Regions from separate parts of the Macaca mulatta genome. Here region 2 is linked to region 1. A link is a contact called in public Hi-C data. All regions are on one chromosome and are shown on one strand. The core of a region is the stretch at or near the end of the contact, and the rest is flanking DNA. Distances in the headings are between cores, read along the strand shown. Region 1 holds the start of GIN1 (gypsy retrotransposon integrase 1). Region 2 holds the start of MACIR (macrophage immunometabolism regulator).

The links. A called contact is a pair of places that touch in the nucleus more often than the background predicts.
Region 2: a Hi-C map of CD4 T cells shows a contact between it and region 1, with 6 times the contacts expected there. The contact joins the promoter of MACIR here to the promoter of GIN1 in region 1. A contact is called at or near these places in 2 of 14 Hi-C or Micro-C datasets (CD4 T cells and fetal cortex germinal zone).

The regions. Positions count from the first base shown.
Region 1 is chr6:111,901,186-111,903,940 of T2T-MMU8v2.0, forward strand. It overlaps GIN1 (gypsy retrotransposon integrase 1), which reads right to left and starts at 1,378. Exons shown (of 8, transcript NM_001194084.2): 1 at 1,262-1,378. PPIP5K2 (diphosphoinositol pentakisphosphate kinase 2) reads left to right here and starts at 1,471. Exons shown (of 32, transcript XM_015140511.3): 1 at 1,471-1,686.
Region 2 is chr6:112,034,915-112,037,669 of T2T-MMU8v2.0, forward strand. It overlaps MACIR (macrophage immunometabolism regulator), which reads left to right and starts at 1,318. Exons shown (of 3, transcript NM_001194882.2): 1 at 1,318-1,468.

The sequences.
Region 1 (2,755 bases), core at 128-2,627:
AATATGAGAAAATGGCTTGAAACTGTAATATTCGGGACAAATATAAGTATCTTCTTATTAAGTGGTTTCAACTACATAAAGAAAGACTGTCCTGGGACTTCTTTGGATATGCTCATATTTTCAAGAATTTCTCTTAAAATCATTACTTATGTACTTAAACGTGTAGGAATAAGAAAAAATGAAAGTGGTTGATTACAACTTGTAGTTTTGCATGAGGAATGTCAGGGTCTTATTTGGTTAAGCTTTACACACTTTGTCCCCTCCATAACATCAAATAAAATCAACTCATTGCTTAATTCCTTTGATAATTTTATGTTTGTCTTCAATACAGTAAGGCAGTTAGGTATTACGTCAAGATTAGGACTTAACTGTTTCACCAAGGGTTAAAAACAAAGCTACCAATTTAAGCCCCTAAAAGGTTAAAATACCCGCTAGTTCCATCTTAAAATCTACAATTTTCAATCAACACGTTAACTTGGATCGGAATTCTGACATTTGAATTATTCTATTTTAAGCTCCAAAAAATGGACACGCACAATTTCATGCAACGTCAAGGAGTTGTAAATTTAAATACACTTCTCTGTAATCTGGTTCACTTCAGAGTACAAATTCATTTAACAAAAAAAAATGCCTTCATCGCCATATGCATTCACATGAAGCCACATGGGATAAATGCATTTCCACTTTAAAAAGTATCTACTTTGGTTCAGAAATGCCCATTTAAGAAAAACCTACACTGAGATAAAGTGGACATTTTTCTTTTAAAACTACGTGACAGGATTCCCTCTTGACCTCACGTTTCTCCCCGCCACTTATTTAAATTTGGGGCAAAATTTCTGATTAAATGACTGATCAAAGTAATGGGGAGAATTCTTCAATGCCGGCCAAAAGTGCTCGGAGTTTCAAACGCTGTGAGGGAGCATTTCCTAAGCTTTGGGCGACTTGTTAACGGAATCTTAAGGGCAAGGTCCAACCACACTTAGAATCAGCAGGAAAATGACCATTTGGTAAAACTCAATTACACCCAGCAGGCACCTCCCCAGGCCCGAAACGGCACTCGCCCTTTCTGCTCAGCTAGCGCGGGACATCGCAACGCCCAAGGCCCTCCCGTCTCAACGGCGCCTGCGCAAAATCTCCCCACAGAGTCAATTAAACCCTTCCTTAGGCCGGTCGAGGCTAATGGTTTTGAAATTACTGTCGGGTTACGCCTCACTTTAAAAAACAAGTAGGTATGACACAGCACACCAGAACGACCACTCACCGAGGTGGTCCTAAATTCAAACGACAGATTTAAGCTTCCTCTCGTGATTTATCTGGCGCTGCCGGAAGCGGAACTACCCAGGTCCTTTAGAGGCCAGTCCTTTTGGGAGCCTTGGAACCACGGTCAGAAAGGTTAGGACGGATCGTTTGGCTCTTGCCGGAAATCGTTCCGCCCGGTGAGGTTTCAGCGTGAGACCCGAGGAGGGCGGGGAAGAGGCGTGACGGAGATTTCTGAGGTGTAGTAGCCTGAGGTGCCCCTATGTGGCCCTATAGCTGTTACTGAAGGAAGTAGCCTACGTCCACGCCTACAACTGAAGTAACTTGACGAACACCTCACCCCTGCCTCCGGGATGAAAGTGGGTAACCTAGACCTGAATGGGCTTGACCATCTCACAACTGCTCGCGTGACGACCGCATTCGTGGCAGGTGAGGGCCCCAAAACTGGAGGAGAACCGGAGATGCGGAACCTGATCATGCCAGGGTTGAGGCGGCTGCTGGGCTTCTGCTTTGTCTCCTGTGCTCTGCAGAGCCTAAACACGCGCTCCACCGAGGGTCATGTGCTGCAGAGAATGACAGCCTGGGCGTGGAGTGACAGTATAGCTTTGAGGGTCCTTTCGCGCCTTGATTTCTCCTCCTGCTCCTCCATGGCTTCCCTTTTTCATTTCTTGGGTTTGAGACCCCAGAAATTGAAGCTCATCTAAAAGGGAACTGTCGAGCTTCTAACCCACGCTGTTCCTGGCTCCACCGAAGTGATTAGCCTCGAGTTATGGGACTGCTGTGGGTAGAGGTGGCTTTTTAAAAAATTTTCTTCCTTAGTCCTTATCCCTCTCTGTCAACCCCACACCCACTTTAACAGAACAAAAGCCTCGTGTGTTGCAGCCTTTCATAGTAGGGACGGAGGCTGCAGGTCACTGCCGCACCTAATCATTTGGAGGGCGTTGCAGCCTTCCGCGCCTTAAAGGAGAAAGGGCCAGGGTGGTGATCCCGGGATCTCATTCACGAGGTTCTTGACCTCTTCCTGGGAGTTTGCGACTCCTGGAGTCCTTTGGGTAGTAGGTGTCTTGCTGGAAGGCTTAACTATGGAAGTGGGAAGCGTAGCTGACCTTAGCACATAAAATCCTCGCTCTACACTGGGAAAGGATTTTGTTTTGCTATTGTGAATTATTTAATGAAATAGCTAATTTTTTTTTGTCTTAGATAGATAAAATAATGATAGTTGCCATTAACTGAGTCTTATGTGTGCCGAGTGCTTTACATATTTTGTCATCCGTTCCTCTCAACAATTCCAGGAGATACGTTAGATTATCACCACCATTTTACAGAGTTAGAAATTGAGGAGCAGTCAAGCAACTTGCCCTAGTAAACAGTTGTAAGTAAACGTTTCAATCTGTGTTAAAAACCAGATCTGTCTGCCTTCAAAATCTGTATTCTATTGTCCCGTTCTGTTCTTCCTTGATTTCAATTTCTTCACTAACATTTTCAGTGTCGGAAAGTA
Region 2 (2,755 bases), core at 68-2,567, 130 kb after region 1:
TTATATATTTTTTGCCTTTATATTATCAGGAACATATGTAGATTCTGGAACAAGTGTGAGTCAAGACTTGTTTTAACTTGTATTAATCTACTCCAGATTTATGTCTTTTATGTTCATATAAAGCATTTTGTCTTAAAAAATAACAAACTCTCTTGATTTGACAATGGGACCGAAACTTATAACACTTATAAACAATTTCGGGGTTCACTGACTGCGTATATATTCAGCCTTAGCCACTTAGTAGGCATATGACCTAAACTTTCTGCATCTTTAAAATGTGGATCATAATTGGTTACTTCCTCATAGAATAGTTATTGAGAGATGTAAATTTGAATATGCATGCCAGTAAATATTCTTATTGCTGAGCTTAACCAGTTTGGCAGAGATGTACATGAATTGAGAGAAGAAAATCTTCATCAAAGAAAATAATTTATTACCGTAATAGACAAGATCAACATTTGTACAAATTAAAAAACAGTTAATCCAATCGGAATCTGAATTTGAAGTTCCCCACCTTCCCCCCTCGCGCCACCTTCACTGGATTTTAGGAGTTTTTGTAGACTGACCCTATAATTTTTAATTTCATGGCCTATTCTAGTTTTCTGTACTTCTGCTCAGTGCTGAGCCCTTTAAGCAGAGACTCACAAGCGACAAATATCAGCACACCACTTAATTGAGGAAGCCGGAGTGTTCCCAGGCCCGCAAGTTGGAGCTCTTCAGTTGGAGTGCGGGGTTTAGACTAGAGAGCTGGTGTTAGGACTCCTCCTCCCCACCACCAGTCAACAACCCCGCCCACCCCCGCCAACTTGTTCTGGCCTCTTAGCGCCTTTCTCCAGCCCGCGGCCCGCCCTTCCTCCGGGTGTCTTAGAGCGGGGCGCAGGAGGCGGGCTCAGCGCTGACGGGCTGCGCCTCTGCAGCCAGAGGGAGGAGGCGGGAAGGCAGGCGGAGGTGGAGGCGGAGGAGGAGGCGGAGGAGGTGGAGGAGGAGGAGGAGGGGGCGGGGACTACGCGGGGCGGTAGCTGGCGCCGAGCGCGGTGGGAGAGGAGAGGGTACCCGGCTGGCTCGGCTGGCGGCCTCTGCCAGGATCTCGGCGCCGCAGTCCTGCGCCTCTCCCACCCCTGTCTCCGGCTCCGCGGCCCCGGGCACGGCGGAGGCAGCGGAGCCCTGGGCCATCGGTAGGTTGCACGGGGACGGCGGTTCCGTCTGTAACCTTTTGTGCCGCAGAAAAGGTGGTGGTTATGGGGTGATTGGGGGAGTAGCGGGTTTGCCTCAGTCTCCGATCCCCAATGCCAGCCCCAATCGCGGCGCCGCCCCTTCCTCTCCGCCTCGTGTCTGGGCCGGGTGCACGATGCCCGCGGTGCTGGGGAAACCCGGCCGGACCAGCTTCTGCGATGGGCGGCGGGGCGGCCCCAGCGTCCCATGGCCTCGGTGGACCGGTTTCCAGGCACCCGAAGGGGACTGGGGTCTGGTAAACTGGGTGGGGCCCGCGCGGGGTGCGGGGAGCTTGCGGTTCCCTGGCACAGGGGTGGGGCCGGAGACGCTGTGAGTGTGCAGCGCGTGTGAGTGTGCGGGGGCGTGCGCCCCCGTGTGCGCGCGTCGTGCGCTCGCTGGGGAGGTGCGGGGACTCGGCGACCCAGAGCGCCTCTCCCGCGGTGCCGCGGTGCGGAAGTCGGGGCGCGTTGGCGCGCATACTCGCTCCCTCCCTTGGCCGCGGTTCCCGCACCGCGGGGCAGCGGGCCTGGAGGCCCCATTGAGAAGTAGCTTTCCTCTGCCTGGTGCGCCTTTGGCTGCATGCCCGGCAGCGCTCAGGGTGCGACTGCCCGGGTCAGATAGCACCTCAGGGCGAGCCCCGGCGGCCTGATCTCGCCAACCCTCCTCGCCCGGGTTGCAACCCGGTGCGAGGCCGCCCGCGCCCTCCGAGTGTCCGCTGGTGCAGTGGGGGTGGACTGGCCGGCTGTGGCCGCGTGCGAGCGTGTGGATTGGGGCCCGGTCCGAGCCAGAAGCGTAAGCGGCAGATGTCGTCGGGCATTGCCGCCCTCGCCCCACCTGTCGCGGGTGGACTTTGGGGCAGGTGGGAAGCGGAGGAGAGGGGTTTCGGGGGGGGGGTGGCAGTCAGACCTCCAGCAACGGCCCCATTGTGAAGCTGCCAAACTCTTTCTAGTGGTGGAATCTGCAGGTCTCAGCCAGAAAGGAGATGGGAACGCGAAGGGAATGATGGCCCCGTCCTTTTCCCCTTGCAAGTGTTCCACACCCTTAGGGACTCCCTGCCTCTCCTCCCACCTCAATTTTCAACCCGGTGGGTTAGTGATTAGGGTGGAACCAAGATTTCCGCGCGCGCGCGTGTGTGTGTGTGTGTGTGTGTGTGTGTGTGTGTGTGTGTGTCTGTCTGTCTGTGGTGCACAGGTAAAGCTGAAGCTGGGAACTTTTTATTTGAGCAGGAAGAATGGAGGCATTTTACAGTGTGCTTGCCGCTCCTAGCTGAAAGAACAATTCTTGCACATTTCTGATGTTACTAAACTCTTCGTTTTCCTTTTTTTTTTTTTTTTTTTTTTCCAAAGAGCCAACCTACAAGTTAGGGTTGTTAGTTGTTTTATTTTCTCAAATCCTGTAATGCAGGATTGACACTAGGGAGATAGAAATGACCCTTTTGCAGAGTTTATTTTCCTAGTCATCTCAAAATATAGTATTGGTTATTAATGCAGAAGCTTTTGGCCACGATTTATGATTACATTATTATGTTTAATGAATGTGTCAC